Regions from separate parts of the Mus musculus genome. Here region 2 is linked to region 1. The links are chromatin contacts, called in public HiChIP or PLAC-seq maps. All regions are on one chromosome and are shown on one strand. The core of a region is the stretch at or near the end of the contact, and the rest is flanking DNA. Distances in the headings are between cores, read along the strand shown.

Evidence for each region. HiChIP or PLAC-seq counts read pairs in DNA pulled down with a chosen protein or histone mark.
Region 2: an H3K27ac HiChIP or PLAC-seq map of extraembryonic endoderm stem cells shows a contact between it and region 1, with 2.1 times the contacts expected there. The contact joins the enhancer-like site here to the promoter of C530043A13Rik in region 1. A contact is called at or near these places in 1 of 39 promoter capture datasets (cancer-associated fibroblasts), 7 of 484 Hi-C or Micro-C datasets (the N1E-115 cell line, cerebellum, cerebral cortex and 3 more) and 4 of 115 datasets of contacts at active chromatin or transcription factors (embryonic stem cells, extraembryonic endoderm stem cells, fibro-adipogenic progenitors and 1 more).

The regions. Positions count from the first base shown.
Region 1 is chr1:73,527,451-73,533,109 of GRCm38.p6, forward strand. C530043A13Rik (a long non-coding RNA gene) reads right to left here and starts at 2,515. Exons shown (of 4, transcript XR_373514.2): 1 at 2,223-2,515.
Region 2 is chr1:73,575,266-73,580,924 of GRCm38.p6, forward strand. No RefSeq gene overlaps it. Among named protein-coding and RNA genes, the nearest start is that of C530043A13Rik, 48 kb to the left of the region's middle. Within about 2 kb of position 2,441, at least 1 of the 459 cell types and tissues checked has an H3K27ac peak or open chromatin away from gene starts, as enhancers often do. A contact at or near this core is called in extraembryonic endoderm stem cells, where this site is marked.

The DNA.
Region 1 (5,659 bases), core at 1,265-3,764:
TGTGGCTGGTCCCTCAGGGGGAAGGGATGCCTTGGCACGGGCCCCACTGAGGCACCCTTCACCACACCTCCATAGAACATATCTCCCTTCTCTTTGTCTTTTTGTAAACACATCAAAGACACCATCCAAAAGTGGACACATGAAAACATGTCTATGAAATCTATAGCAACAGAAAGCAGATTAGTGATTACCTAGGTCTTGTGGGTGGAAGTGATGGCAAGAACAAATAGTGATAATTGTGGGAGCTTTGTGAGAGGGTGGGAACAAAATTAGTCTATGCTTGGATTATGTCGCTATTTTTACTATCCTATGAATTTTTTAAAAGACACTAAATTGTTGACTTTAAGTGACTGAAATGTGTGTGTGTGTGTGTTTGTGCATTTGTATGTGTATGAATTTTATTTTAACAGGCTGTTTAAAATGTGTTGTTGGAGGCCTTTCTGTCTGCCGCGTAGAACTCAGTTATGTATCCTTGCATTTCTTTGGGAAAGGTCAATTGTCTTACCATGAGTTGAATTCTAACTCTAGAGAAATATCAAGTTACTGAAGCAATAGATATATGTTCCTTAGAGAGATCATTTCAGTACAGTGAGGTGTTTCCCAGGGCGTGTGGTGCTAGCTGTCCTTGGAAAGGCTGGTTTACATCGAATGCATGGGTCTTGGGAAGCCTCCAGTGTTCAAGCATGTTTTCACCCACAGTAATCTTGCCGCCTCTCTCCCACTTCGAACTCTCTTCCCACTTTTTACTTTGTTTCTGCCTAACAACCACTGTCCAAATATAACTTCTCTGCCAGGATTCCAAGGTGAAATGTGATCCAAAGGTTCATGTGTTTGAACCCTTGCTCAAAGCTGTTTTTCAAAGGCTGTGGAACTTCTAAGGTGAGTGGCCTCCCTGGTAGAGGTGGGCCCCACGGGCAGAATTTGAAGGTTGACCTGCTTCCGGTTCCAGCTGCTCGCTCTGCTTCCTAGACTGCCGCCACATGAGGAGTCCTGACACAGGCTCTTGTCACATGGTGCTGCTTTCTCATCTCTTCACCACCATGATGAACTATAAGATCTGAAATTATGAGCCAAGATACATCCCTCACATTTCCTCTGTGGGGCACCCCATCATGGCAATTTCTAAACAGCTAACTAGTATCTTTTGCACAGACATATATGTTATTTATTGCTATTGAACACCATATCCTGAAAACCTGTGGCTTTAAACAAACAGAAATAATAATGTGTATTGTCTCAGTTTTATTTAGCCCTGGGACCTGGCGTCAGCTTACCTGGGTGGCCCAGTCCAGGTCCTCATTCCACTGTGGTAAGCTCAAGGTGTTGGCAAAAGCTTCAGGCATCTGACAGTTGGACTGGACCTGGGTGTCTGTTTCCTGGATGGCTCCATTCCATGGGGTTGGCAAGAGTTCCCCATTATTGCCACATGAGCCTCTTTATAAATTGCTTGTGTATCCTCACAACAGAATAGCTAACTTGCCCTACTGCAAACAACCCCAAGAAAAGAGGTAAAAGATGGTGCCTTTACTCTGCTAGCTCCCAGAGGTGAGTATCACCCTTCCTCTACCTTTTTGTAGAAGTCACTAAACCCAGCCACCACTCTCCAGGAGACAAAGTTGAGTACCTACTTTTCAAAGACACGGTTAAAACAAACTCTTAGGAAGCCCAGTTTAGAGCCTGACAACACACTTTGCACAAACACATTCTCTTGTCTGGTACTCTCTCCTGCCTCATTCAATTTGTGTTTTCTCTATAGCATTACTATCATTATCTCTACTTGCCCATCTTTTGACTTAAGATCTAGGACAACAGGAGATTATACATTTTTCACACTCACTACTCTATATCCAGAAGAGTTTCTGGATAAGTTGGCTCAGTGACTGCCTGGTTTCCTGATCAGATGAATGTGAGTTGGGGGAAGAGTCATGGGAGCACACTCAGCCATGGAAACCAGTTACAATGGATCCAAACCTAACACATTGCCCAAAACTTTAGCTTAACAGAATTCTAATGATTTAATTTTTAATATTAATATAGTTACAATTCACTGTTAAGTCACCATGTGATAATAGCTGAGGAAATGGGAGCCTTCACAGTCCCCCCACTAAGAAGTTTCTGCTTTTCAGACTACAACAAACTCTACTAACCAAAACAAAACTTAGGAAAGTCTTTCCTTGTTCCACATGGAAAATAAACAAACAATGGCAACAACAAAGTCTCACCTCTCTTCTCAAGGATCAGCATGAGGCTTTGGGTGGTGGCAATGTCTAGTGTGCCCACAGTGCCTCAAGGTCACAATGTACTGCAGTGGCCAGGAGCCAGAGTTTAATGCAAGCCGTCATCTGAAATTAGGAATAAAAGGTCCCACATGATTCCTTGCTGACTTGTTGTATTTATTCAGAATTTAGCAGCATCTTTAGCTGAATGTTGATGTTCCTTGGCTCTAGAGAATAAGGAAATCCGCATGCAATTAGGAAGCTGACAGTAATGGAAAGTGCATGGGATTAGGAGACCAAAATACATTGCTAATTTGCAGAAAGCCTGGCTTTCCATATCTATAAAAAGGCACAGCCAGACTGATGAGGGTAGAGATAATTTCAAATTCCTATTCTGATTGGATTGTGTTAGAAAGCATGTAGATATCTTAACATCTCTTGAAGAGTCTTTGCCAACTTCTTACCAGAAATGTCAGTGAGCATCGTCATGTGTACAACTGGATCTCTCTCTCTCTCTCTCTCTCTCTCTCTCTCTCTCTCTCTCTCTCTCTTCTCAGTCTAAGACAATGGGATTGGGACACTCAATAAAAGAAACACACACAAAAGGTTAGAAGTATCAAATACAAACTCCCCACTTCAGTGCCATGTGAGGCAAGGGATGATTTCAGTAGATAAGGAGTATGGCTCCCAGCTGTCTCTTAAGAGCAGCAACAACTCACACTTAGGGCAATGCTAGTTCAGGGACATGTTCAGTCCATCAGCTCCTAGCATCTCATTGCTGTCCTTGGTGGCCTACAATGAAGCTCCTAAATCAAGGACTAAAGAGGCCTTGGTCTTTAGGGAACCCTGGGGCCTGAGGAGCAACCTCACTAAATTCCTTGCCCTGTCTGCTGGGACAGACAGTCGTGAGGACAGAACAGGGACAGGAGTTACTGTTGGCCCTCTAGTTAATTTTCAGAGGGAATAAACACCCGAGAGTGTCCATCTGTGCACCAGCCCCTGCAGCAGTAGAACAAGCAGGGCAACTGTGGAAAATAATGGCCCACTCTGTTGAGCCACGCCCCCAGGCAGCTAGCACCCTTCCCTGCTGTGGTGGCAAAAACAAAGGGCAGGGCCTGTCTCCCTCAGGAATGTCCAGGGAATTATATGCTAGCCATAGGTTTGGGTCTGAGGGCTGTGTTACAGTCCAAGCAAAACTCTTTTGGCCTATTGGATAAGGGGGACCTTTATATGTCCCCCCTTTGGGACTGTGATCTTTAAAATCGTGTGTGTGTGTGTGTGTGTGTGTGTGTGTTTGTGTGTGTGTGCCTATATTATATAGAGATATAGATCAGAATCGAAGGAATTCATATAGTTCAAGACCTCCCTGTTTTAGACAAAGAAGCAGCACTTTGAGGGGAATGGATGTATCCACCACAGCATGGGCACATAGTGCCTCTGAGCCCTGATTAAAACCGCTGGCAGGGCGAAGGAGCTTAGCAAATGGAGCACACAGTCCACTGTATTATTGGGCATGGATTATTTACGAGATTTAGTGCCTATTAAATGGGAGTCATCAAGCCTGGGTATAATTTAATGTCGTTTGTTAAAATGACACTGGGAAGGGAAGAGGTCAACAGTTAAGAGACTCCACGTCTCATTTCAGAGGAAAATTCAGTTATAGTGTCCAGTGAGTAATTAGGCCCGTTCCTTAGGAAAAGGGCTCCAAACAATACATAGTGACTATCAAAGCTCTCAGAGTGACTGAAGCCTTGCAGAAAGGAATTATTCAGGAGAATGGAGAGCAGAGCATGCAGGTGCGTGAGAAACAGAGTGAAAATGAACTGGGGAAGCTGCGGGTGGCAAAGGAGTTGGGGACAGCCTACAGCAGGGCACGTAGAGCCAAGGGAAGCCACTCTTTCAGGATGCAGAGACCAGGAGGCCATGCTAGCTTACCCACACTTTGGAACATAACTCTCCCCTGGCCCGAATGAGGTAGAAACATCTCCAGAACTCTTGCCCCGTATTGCCCTGCTCAGTCCCTAAAATGAGGCTGAGATCCCAGACGTCAGTGCTCTCAGCTGGAACCCAGGGCGGATGCCTCTATCAGCTCTTCCATGCATTCCATCCACCATTCTCAGTGTCCCACACTAAGAACCTAACATGCAGGTCTGTCTCTTCAGGCTGGCAGATAGACCAACATTTATTAAATCACAGTCATACAGAAAAGTAGGCTAAGGCAAGGAAGAGATACTTCCAGCAAATACCTGAGTAGACACTACTGTGTTTTCAAAGCATCCCCTTCTTCCTGAACTTGGCAAAGCATCATTAGCAAATAGGCAGTGTGCTTCTGCTCTGCTCTGCACCTCAATTCAATTAACAAGGGAAACTGCGTGTTTCCAAAGAAATGTTGAAGCTCTGAGGAAAGGCAGAACATGACTGTGAAGCCCTCAGGGTCAGGACATCAGATAAGCTCTGCAAACTGAAGAGTCGGAAGAAGACAACATTAAGAGCACAGGGCTGAAAGTAATCAGATCTGAGTCCTAAACGTGGTCCTGACTGTAGTGAGCTGTGGGGTATCCCCAATGAGGAAAAGTCTCCTAAGCAAAATCTTGGCCAAGCCTGGGTTAGATGTGAACAGCAAGTAAGACACCATTGCTAACGGGGAGAAACCCCAGGATGACAAAATACAAGAGCTGAATTAATGGAGGGGAAGAGAAGTGGGAGAAGGAGGAGCGGAGCTGGAAAGATGAAAAATGAGTTTTAAGATGCATAGTTATGTAACTGACACCTCAGGCAGGGTGCAGGGAAAGGAGGAAGATGGCAGAAAGCCCTGGGCTTTCATTTTCACCATCAGGTGGGAACACATGGACACGGGATGGGGCCCAAAAGCTGGAAAATGGGAGAAGGAAGCAGCGGGACAGAGTGAGCACTCGGGGGAGCCAGGGGAGGCTCTATTTGATGAATAGAGGGAACTCTGTCTTTGTAAAGGTCAGATCATGTTCAGGACTACTAACCCAGCAAAAGGAGAGATGAGAGAACCAAGTTGGCTGCTTCAGCACCATGCTCTCTATGGGCTTTGTTTTCATCTACTTGAGCGAGACCAAGTTAAGTGGATATTACAAAAAGACTTCAGCCTAGTCAGACATGCTGTTCAAAGATTAACTAAATGCAGAAAATGAAGAAAAACTAGATTCTCATGGGAGGAAAATGCCATAATGGGAGAATTTGGCAGGGTGTGTGTGTGTGTCTCGCACATATGTATATATAAATGTGGAAGCCCATACTTGATGTCAGGTGTCTTCCTCTACCACTTCCCACCTTATTTTTGAGACAGGATCTCTCAGCTAACCTCAAGCTCCCTGATTCAAAAAGACAGGCCAGTGAGCTCCAAAGATCCTCCTGTTACTTACCCAGTGCTAGGATCACAAGTATGCACACCACGCCTGTCCTTTCATTTTTAA
Region 2 (5,659 bases), core at 1,191-3,690, 48 kb after region 1:
GGGGGGGATTATTAATATGACTGTCACATAAATGGTATAGATATGAATTTTTATTTCTTACAAAAATCTTTGTATTTCATACCTTTCCCTCTTTCTCTAGAACTAAAGGCCATTATCAGATAACATAGTCAATCTTCCTTTTCCAAAAATACTTTGTTCCAGTGAGACCAACCCTCTGCTATAGCAGGCCTCCTTTCCTACACTGGGTCTCCTCACCATTTCCATCTGCTTTTGCTTTTCCAGTCTCCCCCTCCTCCTCCTCCTCCCCCCCCCCTCCTCCTCCTCCTCCTCCTCCTCCTCCTCCTCCTCCTCCTCCTCCTCTTCTTCTTCTTCTTCTTCTTCTTCTTCTTCTTCTTTCTCTCCCTCTCTCCCTCTCTCTCACCTTCTCACTGTTATATTTTATTGAGGACAGAGGATCCCAGGCAGAGGCTTAAAATGCCTAAAGTCAGAGCAAAGCTCCAGGAAGTCTATAGACTCCACTATATGAGCTGGATAGACATCAGCCAAGCCAGCAGAGAAGCAGTTGGCTTGAGACCAACTCAATACCCAGCTTCCTTAAAATGACCCCAAAGGAAGGGCAGCCCTAAGGAAAGAGAGAAGGGGAGAGTGTGGGCTTTCACACTTGACCAGTCTGCAGGCCCAAGGCCAAGATGCACACTGGCCCTCAGCTGCCTCCTGATCCTGATTATTGAGGATTGCCCACCCCTACGCATTTTCATTACCCAACTGAAGGACCTCCTGAGGCAAATCAAGTTCTCCATGTAGGGTGAGGTTACTGAAGCAAAAAATAATAAACTTTCATAAGCATGCTTCAATTTTCACTTGTGTTTATGGTCAAAGGTGTTTTTTTTATTTTAATAAACGTTTCTGGAACAAAGGCAAAACACATGCTGCTAACTTGTTAGAGAGAAGTGGGGGAGGAGATGGAGAGAGAGGGGAGAGGAGAGGGGACACACACATACACACACACACACACAGAGAGAGAGAGAGAGAGAGAGAGACTAAGCTAGGTTGTAAATTTCCAAACAGCTCAGCTTTAATCCTTCCAGAGTGGAATTCAACCATTAAAACCTTAATGATAGAGAAAAGGATAAAATGTTATCTGGACATGTTCCTGATAGCTGTCCTGAGCTCATTTTTAGCCATGACAATCCAGCAGTTGGTTTGAGTGTGAATTTGGGGGGAGGTGTATTCATGTCCGACCATTTCATAAAGTCAAGTGTATAACAGCAAAGGAATTCGGATGACCCAACTCTTTCCTGTTCGTTAGACATCAGCTTGCCCCTTGTTTTCAGTTCACCTGCATCTGGCAGTCTCTAGTTTTAAATGTCAGAAAAGGTTAAAAAGCCTTTGAAATTTGTAAGCGATTTCCTGGTCGTCTGAGGAGGGGAGCCACCCTCTTATGGCATAAATTGATTACCCCTCTCTACCTTTGAAATGGCTTTCAAAGGGAATATATCAAACTAAAAATAAAAGGACTGAAATAAATGCTCATGTGTGGGTCTGAGGATTTACTCCAGAATAAGTGGACCTAGAAGTTTTCCAATATTATATTTCTTTCCATTTTTTCCATGTGTTCTGACTCACACTTTCCCATATCATGAAGAAATAGGAGCAAATACTGTGCTGACGAACATAGCCACACTCTTTCTGTGGACCAACCTCTGAACCTTTGACTCATAAAGGATACAAAGCCCCAAGAAATGAGAGGGGTTAGTGGATGCTTTTTGGGTGTCTAATACATGTGGACGGGATGCCAGAGTGGCACGAGCTCTCCTGATTCAGTAGCCTTTCCTATGTAGTGTGTGACAGTCATCCTCACTGTATACAGAAAATTTGCCATTTGAGGATGCAGGAAGTATAAAGAAGAGAAACTGAAAACAGCTTTACAGTTTGAGTCATTAGTCTGATAGGATCATAACTAGAGTCTGAGAGATTGTTCACCTTACCAAAGGTAGACACTTAGTCTAGGTGCTCACAAAAGGCCAACACCCACATGGACTTTAGGCCAAACATCCACATGAATGTTCACTCTGCTGCTCTTTAACAACTTGATCATCTGTGGCTATCAACCCAAGGAGAGTTCTATTGATTTGCCAAAAGGTTCCATTGCTATATAGCCTCAGAGAACTCCTTTACTGGTTTCATAGATGCAGAACTCACCCTGCTGTCTCGAGGACTCCACCAAGGCATGGAAGTCTCAGTAAGGCACCATCATCAGAGACTTGAAGCACAGATATTTCCTCCCAGGATTCTGAGTTGAAAGTAGGGCCTCGCTTGCTTATGAAAGGTAAATTTTCATCATGTGTCTGTTCCACTTTCTCTACTTCTTCCATGGAGAGTATTTCTAAAATCATTCTTACAAGCACAGTTTTCTTTGTTCTGTGTCCCCTTTGTCTCCCTAAGGTTGCTGACTTTAAAGATCACAGCTACAAATAGCCTTTTGTTTCTCTTATCTGGCATTGCCCTGCCCCAAGAACACTGCAATGTTGAGAACACAATCTCATACATCGGGATACTAGAAACTAGATAAACTATCTCAGAGAAAAAAAATCAGTGACTAACTTCAAATTTTTATAGTGACAAATGTACAAGGAGAGAGGACAGAACTCTCCATACTCCTAGCATTGAGACAATGACTCAACAGCTATATAAAATTATCACAAGCTCCTGAGGGACAATTAGAAGATTAATCTGGGCAGGAATGTATGCTTTGCTTCTCTAACACGGCTCCTCGTGAAGATATGGCACAGCTATGTGTTTGGAAAACTAAGTAGAAGCAGAGTTGGGAGGGTCCAGGATTTCCCCTCGGTCCCCAGAGTACAGGACTGAAGAGGCTTACACTGAAGTAAGCTCAGAAGAGGTGCTATCAAGGACTTCTCAGCCCTTCACTGAGGGCTTGTGTGACTCAAGTCATGGCATTGTTTTGGGAGAAATAGGTTGTGTATACAGGCAGGCTGGGTGGCCAACAAGCACGAGGGATGTGGAGAAGGCCATATGATCTGGGACATTAAGGACTTTCCTGCTTTTCAAAGAAGCAAGTCCCAACCCCAAAACTACCAGTAACCTCTCAATTTGGCATGCAGAAAGAAAAGGCGCAAGTCAAGTAACCTCATCAAGGCACAAGGTGCCAGTTTCTACCTCATCTCTATGTCATAAACCTTGAGGTCTCCAGTCACTCAAGTTAGCCAGCCCAAGGCTTCCTCTATCTCTACTAGCTCCAGCACACCCCCTACAATACCTACCACACTTGCAAAATAGGTCTGCAGGCAGAATTAATCTTCATACAACATTCAAGTACCTTTAATCAGCCTGTCACCAGCTCAAGTCTCCAGCTTCTAGCATCTTTTCACTGTTCCCTTCTGGTATCTTCCCTTGCTGCAGGGCCAAGACATTTCTATTCTCATCCTTAATTGTAACTGAGAAGATAAACTGGGAGCCTTGAGACCTGATTTGGAGCTGTAGACTTGTCAGTCACTGGAAAATTCTGAGAATCCTCAATCTAAGTGAAGGGAGCGCACCCCCAACCCCCCCCCCAACACACACACACACACACTTTGTGTCTGTTACTTTAAATCCATCTATGATGCCAGGATGATTCTACCAGTGGTTTACAACTTGAATGCTTACATGCTGTAGAGCATAGCAGACAGCTTCATTTCTAAGTGTGAATTCTGAGTAGGTGAGATGTCTCAGCAGGTAGAAGCACTTGCTATGCAAACCTGACAGACAGCGTTCAGTTCCCTGAATCCACAGGAGAAAGCACCAGTTCCTCAGAGTTGTCTGCTTACCTGCAGATGTCACCTGCACATGTATGGTGCACATGTGCTTTCACTCATATGCACACACATCCATATATGGACAATAACAAAATATTTTAAGTAGGAATACCATTTTCTAAACCAAGCAATTTTATAAACAACTGTCTTATGATAAAGCTAATACATAAGAACCTAAAGCCATATAAATTCTGTACCCCTTGAATGTGACCTGCATATACTAATCATGAAGGCATCTACTACTATCTCTACTATGCTTAAAAGTTTATGTATATGTGTGTCTTCAGTTTATAATAAGTTGATCAAAATGATTCTTCCTGAGATCTACTCAGAAAAACTCTGATCCAATGGATTTGGAAGTAGAGTCCTGGAAGCTGCACTGTAACCTGTGATGTTTGTGAAACATTTCCATAAGATCTTCTTTGAATTACCTTCCTGCTTACTGGAGAGGCTTCATCATTCAGTTAAATGAGGCTGTCATGAGTTGGCTGTTGGTCTCTCTTTAATGTCCTCTGGGGTCTATGAAGGTAGATACGTGAAGTTCCACAGGAAGCAGTTTGATGGTCATCAAACAAGATAGATACTGAAAGATGGGATTTAGTGCCTGGTGAGTGTCTGTTATAGAACAGGGCTCTCACCTACCTTTGACTTTCACAGTAAAGGCTTCAAACTTGCAATCATTATTTCTGGTGCTACAGAGAAAAACCAAAGGAGATTCATGTTGATGTTGCTTCTCATTGGCTCTAGACCAGCTTTGCAAACTCAGTTTTGGCCAGAGTTACTCCTTAATTGTGTGTCTTCCAAATCATACAATCTGGAGATGCATAATTGGACAGCTCGTGTAGTACTAGAAGGTTAACTGTCTTACTACAATAAACACAGGGATGACCGTGGCGTCACTGCTGTGGCTCTGGGCACAGCTTTTGGCTCATACAATAGGGATTCCAATTAGAGAATTCAGATGGTCTAGACTCCATTTTGTGTGGAGGTAAGGAAAATTTCCCCCTTTCAATAATGCCTTGGAATTTCCAAACTGATTATTAAGAGCTCTAGTGAGTCAAACTTCGGCTAGGCTTCTGGCTCCATTCACCTCCCACATTCTTAGAGCTTAGAACTCCTCCAGAGTCCATCACATCTAAGTCTTGCATGGATTCCAACTCCTATATTACACTGAGGATCTGAGGGGCAGAGTGAAATTCTGCTTCCCCAGCCCAAGTTTCCATCTAACTCAGAAAGAGAGCTCTTAATTTATATTTCCCTCGACAAACAATGGTTTAACTTACAGGGTAAAGGCGTCTCAGGAACTTGGACAAACTTAAGAGAAATAAATTAGAGGTTAGATAAAACTCAGCCTTCCCACTTCAGCCAGGTTCTACCATCTCCAGTTACTATAAACAACTGGGAGTTTAAAAGTGTTGAAAAAAAATACATTGACAATCTCCCCCAAAAGAGAAAGATTATAGCACCAGTTTGGGCCTTTTGTATTTTTCTGTGATAATGTGGCTACACAGGAAAACTTTAGCCTCAGAGAAAGACTTACCTACTCTTACACTGAGTCCTTGAAAAGGGAGCTAACGGCCCAATATCTGTCCATCACTTATCTGTGAAGTCGGGATATGAGCTGTCCAAGAAATCCACAAACTATATAAGATCTTCTGTTTGTGTATGTGTGTGTGTGTTTGTGTCTGTGCCTCCCTGTGTCTCTCTCTTTCTGTGTCTCTCTTCTCTGACTCTGTCATTGTCTCTGTCATTCTCTGTGTGGCTCTCTGTGTCTCTCTTTGTCTCCCTCTGTCTCTGTCTTTCTGTTTGTGTCTCTGTCTCTCTCTGTTTCTCTCTCTCCCTGTCCCCCCACCTCTCTCCCCTCCATATGCAAATATCCA